Linked DNA regions of Mus musculus: region 2 is linked to region 1. The links are chromatin contacts, called in public promoter capture Hi-C maps. All regions are on one chromosome and are shown on one strand. The core of a region is the stretch at or near the end of the contact, and the rest is flanking DNA. Distances in the headings are between cores, read along the strand shown. Region 1 holds the start of Mns1 (meiosis-specific nuclear structural protein 1). Region 2 overlaps Tcf12 (transcription factor 12).

Evidence for each region. Promoter capture Hi-C pulls out the DNA fragments that hold promoters and counts their contacts.
Region 2: a contact with region 1 is called in a promoter capture Hi-C map of stem cell-derived epiblast-like cells, with 2.4 times the contacts expected there. The contact joins the enhancer-like site here to the promoter of Mns1 in region 1. A contact is called at or near these places in 10 of 39 promoter capture datasets (the 3T3-L1 cell line, the C10 cell line, cranial neural crest and 7 more), 3 of 115 datasets of contacts at active chromatin or transcription factors (double positive thymocytes, large pre-B cells and memory CD8 T cells) and 1 of 9 other capture datasets (embryonic stem cells).

Annotation. Positions count from the first base shown.
Region 1 is chr9:72,435,218-72,440,234 of GRCm38.p6, reverse strand. Mns1 (meiosis-specific nuclear structural protein 1) reads right to left here and starts at 1,706. Exons shown (of 10, transcript NM_008613.3): 1 at 1,556-1,706; 2 at 774-995. The coding sequence starts at 1,558.
Region 2 is chr9:71,914,114-71,918,765 of GRCm38.p6, reverse strand. It overlaps Tcf12 (transcription factor 12), which reads left to right. Exons shown (of 21, transcript NM_011544.3): 8 at 1,709-1,761. Among named protein-coding and RNA genes, the nearest start is that of Cgnl1, 140 kb to the right of the region's middle. Within about 2 kb of position 2,690, at least 53 of the 459 cell types and tissues checked have an H3K27ac peak or open chromatin away from gene starts, as enhancers often do. A contact at or near this core is called in stem cell-derived epiblast-like cells, where this site is marked.

The DNA.
Region 1 (5,017 bases), core at 457-2,956:
ATAAAAAGATGGGAGGCCAGGGTTTTCCTGTTCAGAATTAAAGGGTCAGGTCTATGCTACTGGAACTTAGGACAGAAGGAAGCCGACACACTTTTAAGCCTTTCTTTTGCTATTTCCAGATCCACCCTCAAAATCCTGGACATAACCGCACGCTAGTGCTCAAAACACAACAAAACAGGGGACGTTCTTTTCACACTTAGGAGAAAATTCACTTGTCTCACTTCCTGTCTGTTTCCTCTTCTACTGCAATCTCCTAAAAAATATTTAGAAATACTCATGATAGATTTAGCCAGCAGAGCAGGATGTAAACACACGCATTCAATAACTGAATTCTTCAAAAATTAAAAATATGAGTAAGTGTACATCTCACACATATGTCCATCTCCTACCACTTTAATAGTGTCTATGTTTAACGTCATGAATTTTTAGAAAGGAAGGAATTTCTTAAATTTCTTATTAGAAATGTAGAGAAGGCAACACGGTTGCACTCACATAAACAAAACTGTGATGTTAACAATTACGGATTTCATGCTTATGTTTAAAAACAAAAATGGATATTCTTGCCAAATGCTATTCTAAAGTCTTTCGATTTGCTCGTTGTTAAAAGCATGCAAACTGACCAACTGACACCACGTTCTTCAGCTAAAATAACCAGGACTCCAAAGGATTCAGTCAGTTCCCAGCTCTCTGTATTTCCTCAACTCCAGGCAGGGCTGACAGCCATCTTTCACCTTTTCCAAGGAAAGAAAACTAACAAGGACATTGCAACTTACTTTTTGGATGGCTTCTTCCATGTCGAGCTCAAACTGCTCATTCTGCAGCACTCTGAGGAACCTCTGGCGTTCCACCTTCTCGTCGTTTTCATTTTGCACCACTTGGTTCTTGGCTTGCCTCTCTAACTTATTCATGACTTGTATGTTCAATGATTTGCGGAATTTTTCATCTACTAACTTCTGATGCTTTTCACTAAAGCTCAAAGCTCTCTTTTTGGTCGCCTACAAGTGCGAGGGGGAAAGGGAAATACACAGAATTCAATATTCTTCTTTCAAAAAGATACTGCTGAAAATCCCTATAATAAACACTATAAAATAGGTAACAGTATAAAAGGTCTTTGGCTTTAATTCAGGATATACTAATTAATATTTAAATATGATAATGTAAACTTAACGGCGTACTGATTGAGTACTACTAATAGTCCCTGTTTTGTAGTGGAAGCAGGAAAAGTTAAATTAAAATTCAACAGCGTCAGTGAGTGCGATGCGGATGCTCTCCAGCTGCAGCTTTACCACCAGAGAGTTGCCTTTCCCCCCACCCACAACAGAGCAGATTTAAAGATGTATCTATTTCGATGAGAGGGGGAAAGGTGCAGAAATGCCTGGAGTGTTCCTGGAAAAAAAAAAAAAAAAAAACCCAGAACCTTCTAGTAAGCAAATCGAAGTTTCTCACTGACCTCTCGGATTACGCACTTCAAATTGTATTTCAGAGAGCTCAAGACTACAAATAAACAGTTTGAAAGTCCCTGACCGACCCTTCCCCCGGCCTCCGAGCTGCTTACCATCTCGGTTGGCTTTAAACCTCCTCCTCCGGCAGGATGGGTCTCTGCCTCAGTTGCAAACGCGTCTTCCGGAGCAGCAGCCACGGCAGCGGATACCTGTGCACGCTGGGTTAAGTTTAAGCTGTGTCCCGGCAACCGCCAAAAATGCACCGCCCGCCCAAGAGGGACGCGGCCTCCCATTGGCTGGCACAATATCCAATCAGCACGGAGAGTCTTCGTTGCCAGGCAGGAGCGCTCCTTCCATAGGACCAAGCCAAAAGCGCGAAGTTCGGACGCTTTGCCCTAGCGGGAGCCGTTTACATCCGAAGGGAGCTAATCTCTGCGGTCTGGAGCCCAGCTAAAGCCCCAAGGAACCCCAATAAGCTCGGACTTGTCACTGCAGTGGACTGAGGGATGGTGCCCCTCTACCATCCTCAGTCGGTAGCAAGTTGCCTAACGTGGGTGCTGGGCCCTCCAAAAGAGCAGCAGGGCCCCCTACCGAGCCATTGCTCCATCCCTGATACACTCATTTTAGAGATGAAATATTTTGAGAACTTAGAGACACGGACGAGACCTATTTACTTACCTGGAACAGAAGCCACTGGATCGCTAGCGGAGTGTGAGACTGGAGAGCACGTGAAAACGGAACGGAACAGGTGTGGATGCATACTTGCAATCCCAGTGCTCTCTAAGGCCAGGACCACGTGCCGAGGGATGGCACCACCCACTGTGGTCTAGACCCCCCCCCCCATATTCATTAGTAACAATAATGATAATAGTCACCGCACGCCTTTAATCCCAGCACTTGGCAGGCAGATTTCTGAGATCGAGGCCAGCCTGGTCTACAGAGCCAGGACAGCCAGGTCTATACAGAGAAACTCTGTCTCAAAAAAAACAAAAAACCAAAAATAAATCATATATGAAACTGACTGTGGGGCAAAGCATATAATGCAAAGCATTCTTGGACTTAGGATGCAGCTAACAATCCCTTGGAACTCTACTAAGAATGTGGTTTGTGTAACTTTAAATTTTAGCTAATACATTAAAACCAAAAATTGTGTCTTGTGGAATATCATGGAACATCCTGGTGCATTGTATAATATTTAAATCAGTAAACATCAAAATATTTCTTTAGGGTTAAACAATCTTTTCCTCTGTGTGGTTTTTTTTTGTAATGTACAGCATATTACCATCCTACACCCCCACCTGGCTGTGCACCCCTGTACTTCTGACTATATTTTGCTAACTGCAGTCTAGCCCTTCGCCATTTCCCCCTGCCCTAGCCCCTGTCATCACCAATCTGCTTACAGTTTCTGTGAAATCAACATTGTTAAAGACTCTACGTGTTTTCACAATCATACTTTATCTTTTTTTCTTAAGAACTTTTTGAGATTTAACTTTACGTAAATAAAGTGTCTATGCGCCATTATGTGCCTGATGCCCACAAAGACCAGAAGATGTTATCAGCTCCCCTAGAACTGGAGTTAGAAATTCCTGGAGGTAGGTTACTGGAGCTGTCATGTGGGTGCTGGTTCCCAAACTCCGGGTAATCTGCAGGAATAGGCGGCGCTCCAAACCGTTGAGCCATCTCCCCAGCCCCACTCTGGCAGAGCAATATCTGTAGCACCATTATTATTTCAGCTGATCTCTCCAGTTCCATCCACACTGTCAGAAATGGTAAGACTTTGTTTTTCCCTGTGGTTGAATCTTATTCTTCTGTCCATTTATTCACTGATGGACACAGGATATAACCAGGACTTGACTACTGTAAATGGAGCTGCAACTAACGTGTGCATTCAGAGGCCTTCCGCATGCGGATTCCATATCCTGTGGATATATAGATTACGGTGGGGGGGGAGGAGGCAGTAGTTCTATTTTAACTCTGGGGGACCTTAGTCTAGTATTCTATAATGGCCACACTTATTCACATTCCACCAACAGCATACATGTGTTCCCTTTTCTCAGTACTCCCAACAATGTTTTTTATTTTTAATATTTTTGAAAACTATTCTTGCTGGGGTGAAGTGATATCTACTCATTGCAGGTTTGGCTTTTGTGTCCTGGATCATTATTCATTAGTGATGTTGAAAGGGATACATTTTAACGGTGGCCTCTTTTATTGTTTGTTTTTCATTTTATTCATATTATCTTTTATTATTTATTGTTGTTAGAAGTGACTGCTTAGGCCCATTGCCATTTTTTGTTTTGTTTTGTTTTTCGAGACAGGGTTTCTCTGTATAGCTCTGGCTGTCCTGGAACTCACTTTGTAGACTAGGCTGGCCTCTAACTCAGAAATCCGCCTCCCTCTGCCTCCTGAGTGCTGGGATTAAAGGTGTGTGCCACCATGCCCAGCTCCATTGCCTATTTTTAAATCAGGTTTTGTATATATGCTATTGATTTTTGAAGTTCTGTATAATCCAAGTTTGGTCTCTGTTGCTGTGATAAAAACACTCTGACTAAAAGCAAGTTGAGGAAGTAAAGGAGTGTTTGGCTTACTGGTTATAGTCAGTCCTGTTGGAAAGCCAAGGCTGGAACTCACAGGGCAGAACTTGAGGCGGGGACTGAAGCAGTGACCAAGGAGGACCGCTACTGGCTGCCTTACTGACTTTTTCTCTATACCCCAGGCCCACCTACTAGGGATGGTCTACAGACAGGCCAATGTGATAGACACAACTCCTCAGTAGAGACTCCCTTATCCGAAGTGGCTCTAGTTTGTCCAAGGTGAAAAAAAAAAAAGACAAAAACAAACAAACAAAAAACCCAAAACAGACACACATCTAGTTCTCAACGTCTTGTCAGATGCGTAATTTGAACATTGTTCCCCCCAAAGGGCACTGTTTTACAGGCTATATCTATATTCTGATTCCGTTAATAAAGTGGTTCTTAGCCAATGGCTTGACCTCTAAGACCACTGGAAAACACAGATACTTACAATTCATCAGTAGCAAAATTACAGTTATGAAACAGCAACCAAAACTATTTTATGGTCGGGGGTCACCACAGCATGAGGAAGTGTATTCAAGGGCCCCAGCATCAGGAAGGTTGAGAATCGCCGCATTAGTTCTTCCTCTGCTGGCTGTTTGTCTGCTTTTGCTTTGGTTTCCTGTGTAAACGGGCGATCGTGTAGTATTTGCCCCTCCCCAACCAAAAGCCTTGCTCCTTCCCACATTTTAAAACATTTCTTAATTTTGTGTCTAGTACCATCTCGATTTCAGGCACATCTGGATCTCTAGCCCAGTTTCAGTTGATATTCAAGCTGGTGGGTGACTGCAGTCTAACCATGATCTTCTGCACATGGACTTCGGGTTTCCCGCAGCCCCTCCTGAAAAGACCGTCCTTCCCCCAGCGGGTGTTCAGGGTTCCCGGGTTGGACAGCAGGGGTCTGCAGATGGCGAATATACTTCTGGCTTTCTGTTCTGTCGCATTGGTCTGTAGGGCTGTGTCGAATGACAAGTCCACATTGTTCGATGAAACTGCTTTTTA
Region 2 (4,652 bases), core at 1,441-3,940, 520 kb after region 1:
AGGAGGTTAAAGTAACCTGGCCAGGCACTTAAAGCTTCTGAACTGAATGCCACCAGCTTACTCTCCATCACAGTTTGCAGGGTCCCCAAACTAGACTTTGAATCCCAGACTGGTGATAGTATATGGCTAATGATAAGATACAAAAGAAAAATATCCAGATAACTCCAAGCATAGAAGCTATTTCCTTGATTTTATATAAAGTATAGCTTTTGCTCAAGGAATTAGTTGAAATGACTTACCAAGAACAAAAGTTTTGCTGTAAGTTTTACAAATACAGAGTATGCCAGATCTTGTTTATGTTTGGCACTTCTGTTTTAAGCAAATGTAGGACACCTCTTGGGGAAGGGCTATCCATGCTCTGATGAATGCCTTTTGCCCTGTTTATTGTATAATATTTTTCCACATGCTGCTTACAAAATTGCTTTTTTTCCCTTCTACAGAATTCACAGACCAAATTTAAATGTTTCAATCTTTATAAAATCATGTTTTATTGTGTAGTATCATTTAAATGCTTTTTTTATTCTCATGTTTTGAAGTTTTAAAAAATATGGAGTTTATTTTACATCAGTATTCCCTAACAGTGAATGCTTCTGAAAATCCTGAATTTGACCCATTATTTATTTGTGTATGGTTGAAAAGCTGTGTGTATCACTTTTTAAAAAGATAATTTAGAAAAGTTATAAATTTTATACACAAGGAAAATTAGAATACCAAGTTAGGCAAATGAAAATTTTCTGTTCATTTATATTAATTTATCTTCCAAATTCTTTGGATCTAGAGCTATGAGCTCAGCAGATACGAGAGTATACTGCTCTTGCAAAGGAACCAAATGTAGTCTCACACCATGTGGCAGCTTATAACCATCTGTATGAAATTCAAGCTCCAGAAAGTTCAGCATCCTCTTCTGGACTTAGTGTCCACAGGTACCTGTACTTAAACATTCACCTGCGCTCACACATCCACATGTACATGTTTGTGTGCGCTCACACATACACTCACACACAAGCACTTTAAAGCAAAATAAGAGATATACTTTCTCTGTGTGTTCATTTCCTGGAAAGGAATAAAAGTCCCAATTGTACCTTAGTGCTGAAGTTCCAGTTTTACTCACATATTACCAAAGTAAATGCCATAATACTAGATGTGTATCTTGGCTTTATTCCATCGCTTGTATAGCATGTCATGATGTTATTGTAACCTTAGTTTTCATTCCTTAAATTTTATTTCAAATTTTATACATAGTATTTGTAATACAGCATTTGATGTTATTAAGGGGTTTTTGTTGTTGCTGTCGTCGTCGTCATCGTCGTTGCTTAAGTTTTTTAAATATCCCTTTAAGCCTAGCTCTTCATCTGATACAGTTTGTCTGTTAAGAAAGTGTGCTGTTGGCCTGTTGCACAGAGTTTCACCTCAAGTGAACTGACATGTGTGACGTCTTTAAACGCTCCTGGCATAACAGGCTCTAAAGGTGTTCTTTCTCCTTCACTTTTTGTGGTATTGGTGTGCTTTTCTTCTTGCTTTACTCCATTTATTGTTACCTTTCAAACTTAGAAGAAGAGCCAGGACTGTCATTCTTGTCTTCCCAGGCTCAGGTGCAGTATTAGGAAAAGAGAAACCATGGGGGTCTGGGGGAGTTTCCTGTTCATTGGAAGTCTGGATTTTTCCCCTAATGTAAATGCTAATGAAACATTTTGTTTTCCATGTTCAGATCCTTTACAAGCGAAGAAAGTAAGAAAGGTGCCTCCTGGCCTACCTTCTTCTGTAAGTATTCTCTTCTTTTGTTTTAATTTGATGTTCAATAAATTGATGTCAAGTATTGAGTATTTACTTGTTACAAGAATGGATTCAATTGGTGCCAGTGGGCATACTTTACATAGTAACTGTTCATTGCTTTAACAAAATCATTGATTGAGATAAATCCACACTTAAGGTTCAGCTTTTTGTTTTCTGTGCAGTGATTTGTAGCTTACTCATATGCTGTCACTCCCTGTCTCTGTCATTTGAATTCCCCTCTTGGGAAGAAGACTAGGCCTGTAGCTGTCAAAGAAGATCTCCTCTGCAGGTCTTTTGATGTTTAATTAGTCATTATGTTGCTGAACAGGAGGACAGACAGAGATTAATAGCTGAGAATCTTAGAAATTTACATTTGTAATAATCCCAATGGAGCTAAAGACATTAAGATTCGGAGGACATGTTCGGCTCAGCTTGCCTCAGTAGGACTGAGGTTATTAATATGCATAAATCACCAAGTCAGACGTTCATTCTGAAGCCCTTGTGGATTTTAAAGCCTTCATTAAGCCTTTCCCAACTTCAGGCTAACATCAGGAAAGCTTTCACGCAACTAGTTTGTTGATTCCCTACTTTCTCAAAAATGTATCCTTTGAGAATAAAGAGCTTTGATGCAGGAGGCTGGGAGAGGTTGGTAAAACAATCATTAATGGCTATAGTAACCTAATACTGTAGGAGTGTTTGTGCTCTTAATATCCTTGCTCTTTGAAGCAGTAGAAGTATTTGTAGATAAACTTACATTATTAATCCACCCATACTTTAAAAACCTCTGGTGAGAAGGGAAAGGGTTTTCTTTCTTCTCTCTGTGTAGAACAAATGCTCAGCGAGACTGTTAGATTGAGGCCCTGTGCCTTGAAGGCTACATTCTTTGTTGTGTAAATGGATGCTAGGCTTTTATTGGGCAATACTTAACACATGGGCGCAGGTGCTGCCAGATGAGTCACAGCTCATCAGAGTTTGGACTGAATGGAATGCCCTGCTTGACAAGTAGCAATCTAGAAGGGGCAGCATGGGCCTGAGCTTTTTATTTTTTTTTAAAGGGTAAAGGACAGAAATCATCTTTTGGTTGTTTGCATTCCATCTCTGTTATGTCCTGCCCCCTTTTTCTGAAAAGTCGAATTGAAATCTTTGAAACTCAATTCCAGATGGATCTGAGTTTTATAAAGCATAGGGCAGCTGTACTCTGAACCTGCAGCCTACCTGGAAGGTTGAATTGCAGCTGCAAGCATCCTAAACGCTTTTGCTTGCTTAAGCACATGGTCCCACTAGAGGCTGAATAGCTGCTTGATAAACAAAATGAACAATGCCTCAAATCATTATTCCTGAAGACAGGAATTTCAGCAGCAGCTAAAAATAGTTGTACGATTTACATTTTAAAAGTTATGTGCTGTACAAAGATAGGTAGACAGTATAACCTAACAGAAATCATACTCATGTAGACAGTACTGCAAAAACATGGAGCAGTGTGATTTCTTATAATACTATAATTCTGTGAAAATAGTAAGTTAGATTACATATTAATATTAGCAGAACCATACAGCTTTAAAAACAAACTAATAAGTAAAAAGATTCCCACATTTATTCTTGGTCTGGCATTAGTTTTAAGAAATAAGGTTAATTGTCAGTATTTCATAGTTACTTCATTTTTTAAAACAACTGAGCTAAATGGATAGAGGAGCCTGAAAAGACACTTTGCAGAGAAAGCCCTTTGTCCTTACATTTTTAAATATAACATCACTTATTACTTTAAGATAGTTTCTCTGTATTGTTTTGTGTTCAGGAAAGGAAAAACTACTGAATTTTGATGAACCTTTAGAATGATTAGGAAATTTTTAAGACAAGCTTTCTTAAGTATTATATTTCTCCAGCTTCTTTGGTATACACCTTTAATTACAGTCAGAGAGAGTTATATATATGAGTTGGGGGCCAGCCTGGTCTTCATAGGGAATTCCAGGCCAAATAAGGCTGTGTAGTGAAACCCTCTCTCAGACGCACACGCACACGCATATATGTCTGTGTATACCAGTGAGCATGGTAGTGTATATGCTTATAATCTCAACACTTGGGAGACTAAAACAGGATTGCTGTATATTCTATGCCAGCCTGGGCTGTCTTGCAAGACCCTGTCTAAATAAAACAATAAATAAAGAAAATTATATTTTTCTATTTGACTGCTTATAATGAATATACAGTTTTGCAAATCTTTGATGTTGAGAATCATAAAAGAAGTGAGAGCAAAAAAAGACCATGAATGTACATGTTCTGTTTCATGATGATTTGAATAATGAGTATCATACTTCCAAAACTAAAAATTTAGCCAAATGTTCAGATTTCAAATGGGCCAACAGGTAAAAAGAACAGAAGTGTGAAAACCAATGTTTTGTCTAAATTTAGAAGTGAAGCTTCCCTAGATTCTGTAGTAGACTCAGCTTTTGTAAATGTACTGAAGCATTCCTCCTCCCTTTACCCCTTACCTCAGGATAGAAGCAGAGGACAGTATTCAGTACACGTGGCCATAGGGAGGTCTGCTCTGAGCACAGACCTCCAGTGTCTGGGCTTGCAGTGACTGGAGTCTGTTGGGACTGAACAGAGTTCAAAGGGTGTGCAAGGTACTTCAGCATGGCGGCCATTTCCTTACCCTTGAGGGTTCCTTAGCCTCCCTTCCCTAATCTCTGAACACCAGCTGTGTATACCTGTTTTTCCTTGGTAGGAGATCATTGCTAAGATAGAAAGTAGAAGAGAGTTTGGGACATAGGGCAGGGATTGGGGCAACTATTTCCCCTGGCAACCTTTCTTGAATTTACAAAAGGAAGTGTGTTTAGTAGGATCCCTTCAGTCTCCATGTCACTTTGTTTGCAGGACTT